Linked DNA regions of Mustela erminea: regions 1 and 2 are each linked to region 3. The links are chromatin contacts, called in public Hi-C maps. All regions are on one chromosome and are shown on one strand. Each heading gives the region's core, a stretch centred on a gene start, on an enhancer-like site or on the middle of the called end of the contact. The rest is flanking DNA. Distances are from core to core; before and after follow the strand shown. Region 1 holds the start of ZNF706 (zinc finger protein 706). Region 2 holds the start of PABPC1 (polyadenylate-binding protein 1). Region 3 holds the start of YWHAZ (14-3-3 protein zeta/delta).

Region 1 (3,146 bases), core at 219-2,718, 200 kb after region 3:
TTAAAAATGTAACTCTTAGTGTGGCTTAGAGGGCTGCAAAGAGGGAAGGAGAAGAATAGAGTTCTAAAATGAAGAGCTCTTACAGGAGGCAACAAGTAAGTATTGCCTCCAAAGATCCTCTCAAAACCAAAAACAACTGAGTAAAAAAAGATTTGGGATTCAGGAAGTAGGATCATTCTCCGTAACTATCTGAAACGAGGAGGCCCAGGCAGTGATCAACATCCTGACCCTAGCTTTTAACTACATCCTTTCGGGGAGGGAAGAGGAAAGCACCGGGAGTAAGATCTATTTCGCCCAACACTTAAACAACCCCAGCGGCAGCCCGGCCCACCTTCCCTTCCCAGCCCGCCTCTCCCGCGTCGGGGAGCCCCTTCCTCGGTCCGGCCACGCAGCCCCCACCTACCCGCCACTCCTCACCGACCCCGGCCCGAGACGCGCCTCCCGGAGGCTCTGGCTGCCCCAAACCCGGCCTCTTCGGCCGCGGGGAGCCCCGGCCTCGAGAAACCGACCAGCTGCTGTCGCCAAGGGGTAAGGTTACCGCTCCGCGCCACGGCCGCCGGCGGCCTGCAACCCGGCCACCTGCAGGGCCTGGCAGGCGCCCGAGTTCTCCCTCCAGCCCGCGGCCCGCGCCGGGACAAGACGGGCCCGGCCGCCGCCTGGGAGGCGGGGAGGCCGGCGGCCCCTCGCGACCCGCCGCGACCCCGCCGCCAGGCCCCCACCCCGGCTCCCGGACGTCCTGCGGCGTCAGCGCCGCCCCCACAGCCGCTCACCCGGGCCGGGACAGTCTTGCGTCGGAGAGACCGCGCAGCGCGAGAGGGCCGGGGGAGGTGGCCGCAGGGAGAGGAACGGGGAGAGCGCCCAGCACCGCTTCGGCCTCCTCCACCCGCCAAGGAGGGGAAAGAGGAGAGCACAACAGCCCGCGCCTCGCACCCGCCGCCGCCGCCGCGCGCGCCCGCCGCCGCCTCAGCCTCGGGGGAGGCCACTACGCTCGTGCCCGCGCACGCCGCGCAACTCTCCCAGTCGCCCCAGCGCCCGCCTGCTCTCGCCGCCCACGCGCCTTCCTGCTGCGGCCGCCTCCCGCGCCCCTCCCCTGCTCGCACGCCTGCGCCCTTTCCGGTCGCGCGGGCCAATGGCAGCGCGCCCCTATTACATAAGCGTCAGGGGGCGGGGCCTGGCGGCGACGGCGGCCCCTACGAGAGGGAAACTGCAGGGGACGTCGCCCTCTGTCCCCGGCGCCCCTCCCCTCCCGCGTGCTCTATCTCGGCGGCTTCGGCCGGCCCCGGGAGCCGCGTGATCCCGGTCCTGCTGGGTGACGGCCTGCGGCGTGTTTCACAAGCCGCTTGCCAGCTCACTCACTAGGGCGGCGGCCCGGCCTCGGTCCCCGCGTCCTTTATCGCCTCCCTCCTCGCCGACGCCCTCCTATGCAGCAGCCCGGGCACCAGCCCGGAGAGGTGCGCCAGCGCCGCCGCGGCGTGGGGTACCGGGGAACCAGCCACCCGGAGGCACCACCGCCGCCACCCCAGCCCCCAGTGCGGCCAGCGGGCCCAGCGGACCCTAATAGGGCCGCGCAGCCTTTGTTCTCTCACCGGCCAACCCCCAGTGCCGTTCCCACGGAAACTCCGGTTATTTTTACCAATGGGGGGGGGGGGTTGTGAGTTCAGGATTCCAGCTTGTCTTAGTGTTGCTGGCTGGGGTACCCCGACCGTTTTAGCTGAATCCTAACATCATACAGAGTTGCTAATATTTGGAAATGGTTAAATTGAATTGGGGGGGGGGGTTCTGTATGATTTACAGGCCATGACCGCTAACTTCCAGTATGTGATTAAGAACAACTGAGTCTGTAATCTGCTGATACCTGCAAATGGCATTTCAGACTTTGGCTTTATTCTATTTCACTGCGGCCCTTCTCTCCCCCACCCCCAACACTGGTTTCCAATTTGATTTTATTAGTAACAAGGAAAGGGAAGCTTTTACATCTGACGTTCTCACTTTGCTGATAGCATCCACTCTCCCACTTGCATGTCAGTGCCCAGGAGAAGCTGGTTTAAAATATGTATCCCAAGTGAGCAGGACTGGGATATAGAGATTACAGAATTGTTTAGAACAACCGGAAAGGAGTTAGCGGCTTTTCTCATTTGGGTGGCATACAATGATCTGGTTTTTAAGTCCTTCCTTATCCTCATTTCAGCCTTTCTCACCTTTACCTTTCACACCTCTCCCATACTGCAGTTTTAAGTTATATGTTTAAATTTTATTGATACCTTTCCAGTATTGAGTTGCAAGCTCATTTTCATCACTCTATGCCCAGAGCCTAGCGGTGTGCTAAACATAGTAGGCACTGATTAAATGGATATTGACCAGATGAACTGGAGGTATCTAAAGAAATCAAAACTTTTGACATACCATAAAGTTCTAGCTTAAATCAAGAGTCACCATAACCATAATAGCTACATTAACCTGCTAATAAGAGTATGAGGTACTCAGTCTAGACACAGGAAATCCGAACATCTCTGTCTAGCCATGAATCAGCACGGGCATTGGAAAGGGACAGAGAGATTTAGTGGGCTGAGATAAGTCATAACTAATACCACTTGCTGTGAAGTGGTATTACTATGCCGCTTGTTACTGCAGCCGATATGAAATACCCATTTATGTCAGTGTTTCTTAAAATTCTGCATTATACCACCTTTGAGAATTTGGGAAAAGCTAAGGACGTTGTCTCGAGAAAGTTCATATATATCAAAACTTGCCTCCATTGGTAGAGTTTCTCAACCTTGGCACTACAGATGCTCTGGGCTAGATCATTTGTTTTTATGAGGGCCTGTCCTAGGGATTGTAGAATGTTTGACAATATCCCTGTCCTGTACACTTTTGATGTCAGTAGCTCTCTATCTCCAGTTGTGACAAATAAAAAAATATCTCTATACCTTTCCAAATGTCCTTTTGGGGTCAAAATCTCCCCTGTTTGAAAACCACTGCCTAGAGGATATGGTATGACTATAACTTTATGTTGGTTAGGGCATTTGAAGTATGAAGGGGAAAAAGGAATGGATAAGATTCAGCATCTGAGAAGTGACAAACAGTAAATGAAAGGCGGATGAATTAGCATTACTACCAGCTGGTGTCCTACTTATTCTCTAGAAATG
Region 2 (3,164 bases), core at 3-2,502, 170 kb before region 3:
GTTACAGGGTTCAACACGTGGTATTTTTTGAGCACCGAATCGCACTTCCTCCGCGTCCTGGGGCGCCGGCAGGAGCCCGGGGTGGTGGGAGCGCCTCCACCTATTACCAGAGAAGGGGGCTCGGCTCCCGACGCCCCGGAAGCCCGCGGCTACTGGCGGGAGCGCGGTGGAAGAACCCAATCTCCCCAACCCTCCCGGCGCGTCATCACCCTAAAGTTTGAGAGCGGCTGAGGCCGAGAAAATGGTCGCAAAGGAGGAAGTGGCCAGGCGTGCGGCTGCCGGCAGCGCGGGTCCCCGCGGGCACGGGAAGCGGGGGTCCCGGAGCCCAAGCCTCTCCCCGCCGGCCCTCAGGGGGTGACATGCCCGCCCGTCCCCTCCCCCGGGCCCGCCGGCCTAGCCCGCCTGCCGCCGCCTGCGCCTCATGGCCGCCCGCCCGCCAGCCCGCCGGGCCCGGCTCTCACCGTCCGCCGGTTGCTGGAAGTTCACATACGCGTAGCCCAAGGAGCGGCGGGTGATCATGTCCCTGCAGACCCGGATGGAGAGGATGGGCCCGGCCGGGCTGAACTTCTCGTAGAGCATCGCCTCGGTCACGTCGGGGTGTAGGTCCCCCACGTAGAGGGAGGCCATGGGGTAGCTGGGGGCGCTGGGGTTCATCTCGGCACGGCTGCCCGCAGGGCCACAGGCCGCGACCTTTCCGTGAGAGGAGGAGAGCGAGTGCTGGGGCCGGGGGCCGGAGCCGGGGGGAGGGGAGCGGGGGCAAGCGCAGAGGGACAAAAATCAACCGGAATCGAAAACTACTCAACGGCCGCAGAACGGGGTCGATCGGCTGCCGCTGGCTGCTGGCTGCTGGCTGCCGGCTGGGAAGCAAGGGTGGCGGTGGCGGTGTCGGGTCCGGGCAGCGGGAAGGCCTCGGTCTCTTGGTTCCTTCTTGGAGCTGCTGCGGGGCCGCGGGCGGGCGGGCGGGTCGGTCTCGGCTGCTTCACCGGGTTATTTTATAAAAGAGGAAGAAAAAAAAATAAAAGTCTCCGGCGGGGGAGACGCGGATTTTTTGTAAATTTTTTTTGGGTTTTTTAAAAGATTTTTTTAGATTTTTTTTGGATTTTTTTAATAATAAATGTGTGTTCCGAGCCCGGAGCACACACTCCGCACTCTCAGCACTAACCGCCGGGGAGAAGGGGAAGCACCGCCTCCTGCACCCTCTACTTATACCCCCCGCCGCACTCGCCCCGCCCCCGCGCGTCTGACGCCAGGACCATACGCGAGCGTCAGCGCCGGAGGAGGAGGAGAAAAGGAGGCGAGGGGGAGGAGGGAAGAGAAAACAGGAGGAGGAAAGAGCAGAGAGGAAGGGAGAGGTGGCGGCGGCGGCTGCAGCGGGTGTGGGGGTGGGGCTGGAGCGGAGGGGCGGGGCTCCTGCGCACGCGCCGCGGCCGGGGGGCGGGGTCTGCGCTGCGTAGAGCTCGTGGGGGAGGGGAGGGCTGGCTCGCTAGTGGGTCTGAGAGGAGTCGGGTGGGACGGCCTCTCCTTCCACACACCCCGCCCCCACCTCCACCCGGGAGAAGCGTTAACCCGTCACCGCGGCGGTGGGCGGTGCGCGGGGCTTCCGGGTTCCTCGGCGCTAACCACCCCCCACGTGCACGGCCGTCCGGGCCTCTTCCCGCCACGGCCTGCCCTGCTCCACTCGCCCCTGTCCCTTAGGGACCCTGAGCACGGGTGGGCTGGAGTGGTCCCTTCCAGGCCCAGTTTCCGTAATGTGCGTGAAAGGAGCCGGGTTGGCTCCTTTTTCTCCTACCCGGACCGCACTACGACTCCCAGCGGGCAGCGCCGCCACGCGCGTCGGCCGCAGAAGCGGTGCCTGCTGAGAGCTGGAGTCCCCAACGGCCGCGGCGCTCGGTGACCCGAACTGGCCGCGGGTCCTGGCTGCTGGCTCGGGGACCCCCAACCGTCCCGGCGCTGCACCCCGGTCGCCGCTCCGCGGTGCTTCCAGTAGAAGGGGGGAGGGGACGAATTCTTGGGCTTCTCTCCCAAGGTTTCCGAGACCTGCGCTGTTCTCGGTCTCCACCAGACCCTGTCGTTAGTCAAAGTGGCTTTAATTGGGAAGGCTGTTTTCGGGGTCTTTGTACGCTTCCCTTTTTAAAGTGTTGTGATCACTATTAACTTAAGCTGTTAGGTTGGAATCTTTGATTCGTGCAATTTCTACTTGCGATTTCTCAGAGGTAGAAAACGGGACTCAAAAAAATTCTTTTTTCTTCAAGTATGAGTCTCACAGTTGTACATAGCACCACGGACCTGCAAGCAGGCAAAATTAGGGATAGTTTCAATGCAGTATTACAAATGTTTAAAACAATTTTATACATTAGTTGTGGACTTCAGCAAAAATGCTAAATTTATTAAATTGATGGCCATTAGAAAATACCAGTTTATAGGAATGATATCAAGTCAGCATACAAATCCCCACTTTAAAGTAGTAATGTACTTTACAGTTTCTAAAGCACTTGCATAAACATCCTATCATTTGTTCCCTACCGCAATCTTGTGTGGGTGGTGGAGCACCTAGTAATAACTTTATTTTACTGTTAAGGGAGCAGTCTCAAGCTAAATGATTGCCCAATTCATTCTTTAATTCAATAAACTTAAATGCATGTCAGATACATTGCCAGCTGTGGACTGGGTGCTTTATTGTCATTTAATTAAAATTTAAACCACTGGAATCCCACATAAGTGCTATTTTGCCCCCATCTTGGTAGAAAAAAGATAATATTTTTGAAGAACATACTGTCTCATGTGCTTTATTAGGGAAAAGAGCAAAACTTTGTGCATTAGGAAGACACATCTATTACTAAATGATAAATCACCATTCCATCTGTTAGAACTCTGTGGTTAAAAATCAATCCATCAATATATTTACTGAATGTCTACCAAGTGGAGAGTACTGTGAGTAAGGGAGACAAAGGACAAAAACAAATTCCTGTCCTCAAGAGGCTTATGAGGAGCTCTCTGATAATCATAAATATCCGCATTAAAATCAGTACCATCAACATCCAATCCTAGCATTTTATCTGGCTGTGACAATTTTCTATTAGATTCTATATTTTCTTAAAAAAATAGGAGGGTGGAAATTCCATTATTGTACTTTGAAAGAAAACGATTTCATTTTAGCATTTTTG
Region 3 (2,938 bases), core at 401-2,900:
CCTTCGGGTACAAGGGGAAGTGCATTTCTCACAGAGTAGTACTCCAAGGCCTCGCCTCTGTATTGCCTCTGTATTGCGGAGAGGACTCGCCGCACCCATTTTAACCCTTAGCCGACGAGAGACGCAGAATGAGGTGAAACGAACAAGCACAGACCTTGACTTTTAAAGTGCAAATCCTAGCATGCGCGCTATCCGCAACCACCCCTACTTGGCTCCGCCCAAGTCCCCGATTCTCCCTCTTTGTCATGGCGGATCTGTGTCAAGGAGCCCAACCTACTGCCGAGTGTTAATTCCCCCCACCAGAGCAAGAGGGAGGAGCAGCGCGCCCCCGCCCGAGCCGGGGGAAGGGAGGGGGGAGCCGCTCGCCCGCCCCGGGGGCAGAGACGCCAGCGCCGCCCGCAGAAGCGGAACCACGACCCGCGGGGCGGCGGACACACCCCACTCTCCCACCCGCGTCTCCTCCGCCACCGGACACCACTGGTGCTCATTTAGGTTGTAGGGACCCGACAGCTGCAGCAGGTGGGGGAGGGGACAAGAGCCACACCCAGGCGAGCTGGGCCACCGCCGGCTGTTACGCTCAGCCTCACCCGCCCCGTGAGGGGGACACCGTCTAAAAAGCCGACCCTCCCGTTCAAGCCCACCGGGCAGGCGAGCCAGACGCCGATCCACCGCCTTCCCCCATTCTCTTCTCTATCCCCACCAGGAATCGGAGACCCCACTCACCATGAGGTGAGGGGGAGGGAAAAAAAAAAAAAACAAGAAAGAAAGAAAGAAAAAAAAAACCCTGAGCCCCATCCCCCACCCCGCCAAGGAACCCAGGAAATTCGGCCCCAGGTCCCAGGCCAGCCCCACCCCAGAGCCGGCTCCCCCTCGTGCCAGAAACGAGGCCTCGCCCTAGAGTACCTGGCGGGCGCCTCCGGGACGGCCTCGGCTCGCGGCCCGGTCCCCAGGCCCGGCCCTGCTAACGCGCCGCCGCCCGGGTGGGGGAGGGCTGGGTGCCGTCGCCGCAGCGCGGGGCGCGGAGGCTGCGCGGAGCAGCGAGCGGGAGAAGCAGGGGGAGGGGAGGGCCGCGAGGGGAGGGGGCGGCCTCACCTGCGCCACTGCAATGCCCGCAGTCGCCAAGTCATTATCTCGGGCGGGAGCGGGTCGGCGACGAGGAGGGGGCGCGGGTGGGAACCGAATGCGCCCAGAGGAGCCTCGGTCACCCCCGGGAGCCGGCGACCGGGCGGGTCCCCGGGGATCTCGCGTGTGGGCGCCCTTTCCAGCCCGGGGACGGGGGCTGGGAACCGGCGCTTATCGGGGCCAAGACATCGGTCCGGAAGCAAGTAGCCCTAGGCAGCCGCGAGCCGCCCGCCCGAACCCAGCGGAAAAGCCGCCGCCCGTCTCCGCCTGAGGAGACTCCGCCTCAGCCCAGCGCCGCTACCGCCGGGCGAGCGGGGCTGAGGGGCTGTGGAGCGGGGACGGCCCTTAGGCTTTTGGAAGGTTGGTCTGGGGAAGGAAGGAATGGGACTAGGTGGCGGCGGCCGGGTCCCTTACCTGTGTCCCGAGTGGGTGGCGGCGGACGGACGGGGGCTCAGCAGTCTCCGGGCGGCAGCGGCGAGGCTGAGACTCTGTCCGTAGATCTCGCTGCTCACAGGCTACAGCGGCTCCGCAGACACGGGGTTTCCTCCAATCACCAGCCCCGACAGCAGGGGCACCACACGCACGATGACGTCAAACGCTGCTATGGCAACCGTTGATTGGTGCCCACAGCTCTGGGGGCCCAGTGCAACCGCCGCTCCCTAGCGCGCGCGTCCTGCCCGCCCGCGCTAGAGGGCGAGCGGAGGAGCGTACCACTTCTCCCGCTACCAACGCTCCTCCCTACCCCGCTCAGCTCCCAACTTCTCTGCTCTTGGGAGAGTGAGCCTGGGCAGGAAGCGCCTTCCCTTTTTTTTTTTTCTCCTTCCTACCAGTGCCTTCCTACCTCGCCTTCTTGAATCCCCCGCAACCTCTACAGACTCACTCTTCCTCTAAACCAGCAAGGAAATTCCTCCCCACCCCCACCTTAGCTTTCCCTGCGGCCCTCCTGCGCCTGCGCCAGTCACTCCCTCTAGAAGGGGCTCCGGTTCAGCAACATCCGGGACCTTTCACATCCCCCCCCCCCCCCCCCCTCCCCGCGCCCTGACCCGCCCCGCCCTCCGTGCTTCGCGGTGGTAACTGCCTCCTGGGCCGTCCTGGGGCTGCATTACGCGAGTGGCTCCGCCGCTCTGGCATTGTGATCAGGATTTTGGGGGTGGCGGGGGAGGGCGCGGTCAGACGGTCGAGGAGAGGCGGTGTGGCGCGCTACCCCCAGTCCGCCTCACCCCGTCGCCAGGCGGGGCCTACCTGAGCGCGCGGCCCCTCCCTTCCTCCCTTCCGCGGCAGCTTTACCTGCCGGCTGGAGGAAAGCGGCCTTAGACCTTTTAAGGCTCGGAAGAGAGAGTGAGGAGTCTGGCCCTGGAGTATATGGGCTGAGTGACGGGAAAGTTTTCCAATCGGGGACTCCGGATCCGTGCGCAGTGACAGCTGCGAAGGGGACAATGGGGGCGCGAAGTGGGGGTGAGGTGGGTCGGCTGGGGCGGAGCTGGTGGGAGGTGAGGCCTGGAAGGAGAGGCCGCCGTTTTCAGCTCCCGCGGGGAAACGGCAGCCTTAGACGGAGGGCTCCGGGGATGGTGGAGGCCTGAGCAAAGAACAGGTTGGATCGTTCCTCGTAGATTAGATTTTTCTATCCAAATAAAGCATCCACTGGAAGAGTTCATGTTGCAGTGATTTAAAACATAAAGATCATTACCTGTTTTCTCCTGAAGCAAGGTTTGAGGGGTGTGGTATTTCCCAGGGCCCCCGTTGACCCAGCTGGCAGTGGAGCCAGGAAGAGGGGGAAAGAGGAGCGGAAATTGCAGGTGCCTACCAACGGGCCAGC

Evidence for each region. Hi-C and Micro-C count contacts between places; a contact is called where the count stands out from the background.
Region 1: a contact with region 3 is called in a Hi-C map of spleen, with 4 times the contacts expected there. The contact joins the promoter of ZNF706 here to the promoter of YWHAZ in region 3. A contact is called at or near these places in 3 of 3 Hi-C or Micro-C datasets (fibroblasts, skeletal muscle and spleen).
Region 2: a Hi-C map of skeletal muscle shows a contact between it and region 3, with 12 times the contacts expected there. The contact joins the promoter of PABPC1 here to the promoter of YWHAZ in region 3. A contact is called at or near these places in 3 of 3 Hi-C or Micro-C datasets (fibroblasts, skeletal muscle and spleen).

What each region holds. Positions count from the first base shown.
Region 1 is chr16:49,423,925-49,427,070 of mMusErm1.Pri, forward strand. It overlaps ZNF706 (zinc finger protein 706), which reads right to left and starts at 1,469. Exons shown (of 4, transcript XM_032316228.1): 1 at 1,357-1,469.
Region 2 is chr16:49,054,686-49,057,849 of mMusErm1.Pri, forward strand. It overlaps PABPC1 (polyadenylate-binding protein 1), which reads right to left and starts at 1,253. Exons shown (of 16, transcript XM_032315926.1): 1 at 804-1,253; 2 at 462-690. The coding sequence starts at 654.
Region 3 is chr16:49,223,248-49,226,185 of mMusErm1.Pri, forward strand. YWHAZ (14-3-3 protein zeta/delta) reads right to left here and starts at 1,651. Exons shown (of 6, transcript XM_032315551.1): 1 at 1,537-1,651.